Linked DNA regions of Mus musculus: region 1 is linked to region 2. A link is a contact called in public Hi-C data. All regions are on one chromosome and are shown on one strand. The core of a region is the stretch at or near the end of the contact, and the rest is flanking DNA. Distances in the headings are between cores, read along the strand shown. Region 1 overlaps Gm50595. Region 2 has its middle 12 kb from the start of Gm39857.

The links. A called contact is a pair of places that touch in the nucleus more often than the background predicts.
Region 1: a contact with region 2 is called in a Hi-C map of uterus, with 8 times the contacts expected there. The contact joins two enhancer-like sites. A contact is called at or near these places in 9 of 484 Hi-C or Micro-C datasets (the 3T3-L1 cell line, the HPC-7 cell line, embryonic stem cells and 5 more), 1 of 115 datasets of contacts at active chromatin or transcription factors (embryonic limb bud) and 1 of 9 other capture datasets (embryonic stem cells).

Annotation. Positions count from the first base shown.
Region 1 is chr2:75,588,511-75,592,831 of GRCm38.p6, forward strand. All of the region lies in intron 2 of Gm50595, which reads right to left. Among named protein-coding and RNA genes, the nearest start is that of Gm39853, 23 kb to the right of the region's middle. Within about 2 kb of position 1,866, at least 17 of the 459 cell types and tissues checked have an H3K27ac peak or open chromatin away from gene starts, as enhancers often do. A contact at or near this core is called in uterus, where this site is marked.
Region 2 is chr2:75,405,825-75,410,063 of GRCm38.p6, forward strand. No RefSeq gene overlaps it. Among named protein-coding and RNA genes, the nearest start is that of Gm39857, 12 kb to the left of the region's middle. Within about 2 kb of position 1,452, at least 34 of the 459 cell types and tissues checked have an H3K27ac peak or open chromatin away from gene starts, as enhancers often do. A contact at or near this core is called in uterus, where this site is marked.

The DNA.
Region 1 (4,321 bases), core at 616-3,115, 180 kb after region 2:
AGATGATTTCTTCTCCAGCAAGATGAGATCGGGTTTTTAACCTGGCCAATTGCCCATATAAACAATCTTTAATATTATTTGGTCATCTTTTGGTAATTAAAATGGCATATCACAACCACTTTAAATTTATATCCATGTGACAAGAAAGTTATTTAAGGCGTAACTGTGGATAGAGGAAATGTCTCTTTAACAGATTCTTTCAGGAATGCATCTAACAGGAAGCAAAGGTTTTCAACGGCACATAAAAACAAGAAGCAGTTGAACAGCGCCACCCAGAGGTAAGAAGTATATTACATCCAGAGATGATATCGCGAACCTTACACTCACTCAGCCGTCCTTACAGCCACTTCCAGATGTTTCTCTAGTAATATATCAGACATTGCTGGCTCCTGGGTCTGTATTGAAATCTAACATTTTAGTAAGTAAAATTAAATGTTTTGCTGTAGAAAAGGTGCTTTATTTCTGCTTGTTAATTCCTGTCTTTTGAAACAATAAGCACAGGTTGAATAAGAGGCAACACGCCTTCCAGAAATGCAGATAGTTCACCCACCTTTCTTTAAGTAAACGAAATTATTAGGAAAGCCCATTTTAAAAGAATCACTCTGTCCCTACTCCACTATTTCCATACACCCCTAATTACTTTTCTGTCTGGGTTTGTTGAACTAATGCATATTTCTGAACCAAGATTATATACCATTGGAAGAGATCTTAAGAAATCCATTGAAAGCCTGCCATCAGCACCATAAAAAGAGGATTACATACATAAGAACCCTGGGCAAGTACAAAAAAAGGTACTTTTATTATTATTTTACAGGAACTATAAATTTGACTTTTAAAAAAATCTTATTTTGTGCTCAGGATATGGTGCAGGCAAAACACCAGACACACAAAGATACCTTTAAATTTTTTAAGAGTTATTTTGGCCGAAATCAAAATGAGCTTGCCGATCTGTAATTACAGAATCGGGGTACCCTTGAACCCAAGACAGAGATGCTGCTGCATTGAGCTACACTACAGGAAAAAGGCCTCGTGTTCCCCCACCGCCTTCAGCCAGCTCAGATAAACCAGCACAGGCAAGCTTTGCAGAAACGCGTAGAACCGGTCTCAGGGTTGCTCCTAAGCAGAGTTGTACGCGTGCGTGCGGGGTAACCCAGGGCTTTGGAGGCCCTGCGTGCGGGGTCTGTAACTGCGTTGCCATAGCTATCTGTCACGCGTTCCTGTCAAGACTCCCGGCTGCTGCTTTCTAATCGCCTGAGAAGCAGCCTTCCTGTGACAAGAATCAGGCTCCTCCGTTCTGATCTGCATCTTTAGCCTAACAATGAGAAATGGGTTTCCATAAACTTAAAAGAGGCAAAGAAATGATGCCAAAGCCATTACTTGCTGCTTCGGATTGGAAGGAAGACACCTGTCCCTTTTTAGACCAGTAATAAAGGATAAAACTATGACAAAGCCGTCAGCGTTTCATCTGGAAAATAAAGGGAATCAGCTGGCGCTCTCCTAAAGAAAAACAAAATGCCTTCCCCTCCCACTCTGAAATCTGCATCAGAATCTAGCCTCGATTTCACGTTGTGCTCAACCTTACAACATGAGAGAAAATTATACTGTCATGAAAACCAGTGCAGAAGGATCTCGTTCTTTTTAATGCTCCCCTCGTGTCTTTATCCCTTTCCTCTAAATAGCCATGGCATTGTCCACCTCAGTGTTTTGGTTTGAAGCCGCTTCAGGGGCTTCTGGTTTTGCAGCCTGCGGTTTGAGGTTGATCAGGCTGCAAGCTGCAGCTGTGGGAACCCCAGGCTTAAGGCATTTGGAGTTGGTCTTGGGCAAGCTGCCTCACCAGGGATAGCACAGCGCTCCCTAGCCTGGTTTAGAAAACCCACAGCATTACAGCGAAGGCCCATGCGCGCCACCTAGTGGACACGATCTGCCTGGGGTGTCATCAAGACATGGTGGGTTATATAAAAATCTGCAACCCCTATAGTTCGCCAATAAATACACTTTTCTTCATACTATAGTCAAACCGACGAGGAAGGGGACATATTTTAAAAGAAAGTGTCAAATGCATTAACTCACAAAAGCTTCAAGACTGTCTTTTCAAATATAAATATTATTCAGCCCTTCCTTTGGGGCTCAGGAAACCCGGAGGGGAAGAGGAGGCAAAAAGAGCCAGAGGGGTGGAAGATACCAAGGAAACAAGACTTTTAAACACAACAGGACTGGTGCACATATGAACTCCCAGAGATGGAGGTAGCACGCGGGGCGGGGCGGGGGGGGGGGGGTGTCCTGCACCAGATGCAGATGAAAGGAGGAGAGGACACACTCCACAGTGCTAATCCAGAAACTCTCTCCAATCTATAACCACTTGGAAATGAAAATTTTGTTTTCTCCAAGGAAGTCTCACTGGAGAAACAAACCACTCTTAAGGGCAGGCTGCAGTGCCCAACAGGAGAGGCCGACTGAAAAGGAACCCAGTGGTGACTTTAAGGTTCCTTGTCTCCTAACTCCTTACGTCAGAGCTTTTTTATTAAAATAAATAAATAAATACACCGGGTAGTGGTGGTGCAAGAAAAAGTTACTGTTATTTTATTACAATTAGTTTTACTTTATAGGTTTTGTGTATACACCATGGATTCCAGGTTTGCGGTTTTATGGGTGTGCCAAGAAGTGAGTCTCTTTGTCTGCAGCTGATTCTTGTGCCTTTTCTTGAGTTCTTGTGCCTTCTGTTTGTTTGTTTTGTTAGATTCTGATTTGTTTTTGTTTTATCTCATTATATTTTATTATTATCCCTTAGAAGCCTGTTTGTTTTCTAAGGAAAGACAGAAAGGGAGTGGACCTCAGTGGGAGGGGAGGAGAGGGGAGGGGAAAACTGAGAGAAATAGAGAGGGAGGGGACCACAACCAGAATACAGTGTATGAAAACTCTATCTTCAATAAGATTGTGTGTGCGTGCATTCGTGTGTGTGTGCGTGTGTGTGTGTGTGTGTGTGTGTGTGTGTGTGGTCTGTGTGTGTGTGCATGTGTGTGTGTCTGTGTGTGTGTGCATGTGTGTGTGTCTGTGTGTGTGTGTGTGTGTATTTGATATATATACATATACATCAAATATCAAAATGCTGTGTTACTTTTACCTTTATGGAGAAAGGGGAAGGTTCGTATTGACTGGCATGCATGAAGGCCCTGGGTTTGAGTCTCAGCAATGCACAGTCATGCCAATAATTTGATTTTTAACACCCCCCCCACTCCAAAAAAATAAGTCTTTCTTGTTTCTCCTCTTTTTCTGCACATTATTTCCTGGATGAAAGCACTTCATTTTTTTTTTTCTTAGCCAAGTTGTATAAGACCTCATTCAAATCACAGTCCCTAGGAAGTTCCTCAGACCGATCTGAACTCATGGGAGACTAAACCTTCTTTAAAAGTGTCACTTGTAAAGATTTCCTGATTGTCTCGTCTCCATGATCTCCTTGATTGGCTTCAGCTGCCTTCAAAGGCTTCTTCAATGTTGAGTGAGCAGCTTTGACACAGGTGACAGCCCTGTCGGGATAATATAAACACGCCAGCATCCCTTCCAAGGCACAGCAACAGCAACGCCCGTTTACGGAGCTCCAGAAAAGCCAGCCCTTTGTGCAGCAGGTACTGGGTCCTCAGCAGCCCCACTGGGTGCTCACAACACCTAAGCTTGAGAGATAGGAGCCTTAGTGACACGAGAAATAAGAAATAGAGCCGAGCTGGAACCCTAGCCCAGCTCCTGGCTCCAGAGTTTAGATGCCGAACACTTCATCTATCTTCTCTGTTGTGATTACGTGAACGCTGCACGTCAATCTTACTGCTGGTTGTATTCTATCTCAGTGCCTCCCTTTCCCGAAAACCAGTTACCAATTTATTCCCCCATCAAATTACTTTAGATCGTGGCTAAAGCTATTTGAGTTTGTTGGGAGCACTTCCCACTTTGTTCCTCAAAGGATGAAGTTACTACAGTCAAAAGATTTGTACAGAGGAGGGAAAAGAAATCACTGATGAAAAGACCAAGGTAGGAAACTATGCCAGCTGCCTTCTGGCTGAGCGCAACAGAGCGGTGCAGGGCTGTGGGGCGTGGGAGGTCCGGTGCCCACCGGTTCTTTTTGGTTTTTCGGCTCACCTGACCTCTTAGATAGACAGTCTGATTGGAAAATAAACACTCTTGCAGCTCCGCAAGCTTGGCTGAGGTAGGCAAAGCCACCTGCCAGCTTCAAATTCAGGAAAGGAATCCCAAGACTCTCAGATATTTGAAGATGTTTAAAATTGCTCTCGTAATGTTTGAATGCAGAAAGGGGCTTTTCAAAGAAGCAGGA
Region 2 (4,239 bases), core at 202-2,701:
AAACTTTGATCCAAAATAAACGCTCTCTTCCTTACGTTGATTTTGTCATGGCAACAAGAAGAGTAATTAATATAGTCCCCTTTCCATGTAAATATTCAGATTCTGTTCTCAGAGGGGCAAATCTATTTGCCATCTGGACATGGACACGTGACTCAATGTGGTAAGTCGGATGAGGAAAAAGAGGCTTTTGTGCCAGCTCTAAGCTGAGCCCTCCAGAGGACTTACTTGTTTGGGCTTGTGCAGTCTGATGTCAATCGCTATCAGGCAAGAACATGGCTGGGTTAGCTGGGGGTCCCAGGAGAAAGACAACGCATGAATAAAACCCAAACCCAAACAAGACTGAGCACTGCTCAGACACACAGGCTGCCCATCCAAGCCTCACTGACCTTGAAGACAGAAGAGAAAAGATGTCCACTGCCTATGTTAATTGAAGTGTTCTGACTGACTCAACAAGTTCTTGCATAGGCAGCTAACGAATCGACCTAACATTAACTGTGGTTGCCGCTGGAGCTGGCTCTGCCAAATCATCTCAAAAGATCTGCCCCTCTGATCTCCCCAACTTTCTCAGCATAACTGCTAGCTACATTGATTCTGCGTGATTATAGTTTTATTATTACTCATTTTTGTTATTTGGAAAACACTAACTTTTATGTTCTCTCAGCACTTTAAGCAGGGAGCTCTCAGATCTTGCTCTCAGAGAGGATCTTAAAACACAGATGGCTGAGGGCCATCTCCAGAGCCTCTGCTTCAGCCAGACTGGGGTTAGACAGGAGCCTGACATTGTATGTTTCCCACAAGTCCATACAGGTGCTGATGCTGTTGGTCCACTTCGGTTTGCTCTGTAAGAACTTAGGCAGAACTTAACTCAAGGGTTAAGCCTGAGGTTGCTGGCCCCCCTACCTTCCCGTGATTTCATCCAGCATGTTTTTCTATCACCTTCAATTGACCAATAAATGAGTGGGGCCAGAGCCAAGACTGTGCAGCCTTGCAGATGAGCTCCCTCTGGACGACGCAGCCTTGCAGCAAATGGCGAGCAGGATTGCCAAGCCACACAGCAGGGACTCAGCACCACCTTTGCCCTGAACTTAATGTCATCCTCATGGTCTGGGAGACTTTCTGGCTTGTACCCAGGATGCACTGGCTTCCCAGGATAAAGACAAGCCACAGTATTCTTTGCATCCACCCTCAAGTTCCCATTCCCAAGTCCCTTGAGGCAGAATGTAAGAGTTTCACTGTCAGGCAGAAGCCTTAGCATCATGTATTTAAATGTGTGCAATCAATTTCCCTCTCAAATCCCCATGGCAGGTACTCTCATTTCTTCCCCTTGCTGCACATGGATAGATCCCCCGCTGGGACAACAGAGAGCTATGGCTAGTGGTGCCTCTCCCACTCTGTCCAAACCTCTCTTCAGTACAGTCCATGGTGACATTTGAACTCTGGCCCTTGCATGCTTTCCTCAACCTCAGGAGGAGCTGGCAAGACTCTGGGTCCTCTGAGTCATGCTTACTGCAATGCTGTCTTGGAAAAGTACGCCAGATTTAAAAGCTGCCCTGAAGCTCCAGTTGTTAAAAGTATCTTGGGAAAATGATTAGCATTTACAGAGAACTGGCCAGCCTGCTTCACCTAAGTCCTCTCTTTATTCTGCATGTATAATATATATGTTTCTGCAGTACATGGGAGAGGGGGAGGTATGTGCATGTGAGAAGGAGCATGTACACATGTGTGTATGTGCATCTAGAGCTCTAATTTTAATATCAGGAGTCTTCCTTGATCACTCTCCACATGATCTATTGAGACAGGGTCTCTTCACGTGGCTCTCAGCCTACAGTTTGGCCAGCATAGCAAGCCAGCTTGCTCTGGGGGATCCTGTGTTATCTCCTGGGCACTGGGATTACATGCTTGGCATTTACATGGGGGCTGGCATCCAAACTCCAGCCCTCACCCTTGTGTGGCAAGTGCTTTACCAGCTGGGCTATGGCTTGGCACTGTGCTGTTTTGTGTTTTAGTAATGTGTGGTTTCCATCTGCTAAACTGAAACGTTATTCTAAATGGTAGTGCTTTGAAAGAGAGAGTAGCCCGGGATATGTGCAAACACTTGCTCAGATGTCCGAGGCAGGGGGATAGCTGGGACTTTTTGTAAGTCTTGAAAATGTTTCCAATCTATTTTATAGAAGTAGTTTGGCCATATTCTGGGAAAAAGTGTTTAGTCTTCAGTGATCCTTTCATATAGGGTCTCAGTGCTATACATTCGCAGGCAGTATTATTCTTCCATAAGTAAAACTGTACATTATTTGACACATGAAAACTGAGAGAGAGGCTGTTCTCAGTCAGCATCTATGTGTCTGGCTCCCACCACATGTTGGCTTTCATGCTGGCAATTAAGACATAGAAGGGAAAAAAATCAGCTTCTTGTTGTCAAAGTGACTGTGGTTGTTTTGATACGATAAATTCCAAAATAAATACTGGCTCAGCTCACCATCTGACATGTGTGTAATGAGCACCTATTAGGTCTAAGCAGGGGCTTACTGTGTAGAGTACACAATGATTTAAGTGTAGTTTTGTCCCTGCTCATAATTTAATCTTGTGAGGCAGTGATGTTTTTAATAGTGATGTTGTGGTGTGAGGTACCCATGTGCCAAGAAGATGGAGCAGGAGATCTGATCTAGGACGTCAGAGACAGCTTTTAGAAACAGCGAGCTGAGATCTTAAAATGTCAAGGAAGCTAGGAAGGACGCATAAAAATTGGAGTGGGGAGGAGGAGGAGGAGGAGGAGATCTGCAAGGTCAAAGATTGGGGGGATTGATGCTGGATTGGATCAGAAATCGAAGCACTTTAGTATGGTTAGTAAGTGTATGGAAGGAATCCTTCAGAGTGACACTAAGGAATAAGACCTTAACCAATTACAGGGATTTCTCAGACACTCCACTGAGAGATGACCTTCGCTTTGACTAATGTCTTGGCAGTGGAAAGAGTGAGGTGGTCAGACACAGGAGAAACTGATAGGACTTTTGTTTTGGTTGAACAAAGGATGTAATGGAGAGGGTTTTTAGTTAGGGGCAATGTGTAGATAGCAACAATACTGTAAGAATTAGGAATGAACACCAGTTTGGGATTCAGTTTGGGATATATTCATTTAAATTTCTTATAAGGAAAAATATCAGAGTAGAACTGTCAAGTTGGCAGAGGGGTATACACATCTAGAGCTCAAATGGGGGTCTAGATGGGCACAGATTGGAAAGGTGAGAAATGGGGTCTAGGAAATCAAAAGAAATCTAGGAAAGATGATCATGTCACAGGAAGTTGGAAGTTAACAGTGTCTAATTCAGGGGCTCTAACACATAGGCCCAGGAAGAGGCCTTTGATTTTGTTATGTGGAGGACATTGACAACTTCTGTCCTACTGTCTTGACAGAGTGTTTAGAACTGAAATCAGAAGGAAATAGAGTGATTAACAAGTCTTCAACTTTAATCCCAGCCAAGACATCATGGAAACTCATACAGAGGCACTAAATGTTTCATTTAGAAAATTTGCCTCCCAACAGTTAATAAAGTGTTAAGGAGCCAATACATAAATTTTCACTAAAGAAACAATGGAGATTGGAAAGCCACTGGCAAAGTGGGAATAGGGATGGAGACTTCAGGTTGAGGGCGGGACATTCTGAGGGTGCAAACAAATAACAGACTTGTGGAAAGGGATAGATAATGTAAGAACTAAAGAAAGAGAGTCTGTCAGAATGAGGAAGACAGAACAGAGATCTGGACCCAGTTCCTAACTTTACAAAGGAGAAGACACGTGGAAGGATGCATGGGCACCGCTGACCAAACAAGGTGTCAATTTATCCATATCGAGTGCCACCAAGTAGACAAAGGTTTCAGACTCATAGTTAAACAAAACAATTAAAACAAGAAACTGTCTCGGCTTCCCAAGAGATGAATGAGCGGGAGGCCTATGGGCCTCTGCTTTCCTCTTAACGTTCCTTTCCCCAAAACACTGAATTTCTGAACTTAGAAAAGAACTACACAAAGCATGAAGCATGTGTGGAGGCCCAGAACGTTAGGTTTCCGCTCAGCTTCGTCCTGGTTTAAGTCTAGCCAGCAGAAATAACTGAGCAAGCTCTATTAGTTTCCATGTAAATCTTCCTGATAGCCACTGCCCTGAGCCTTCATACCGCTCAACAATAATCCTCTTGGGCAGCTTCACTCGCTCCTCAGACTCCGCTGTCTGGAAGACTTAACAAGA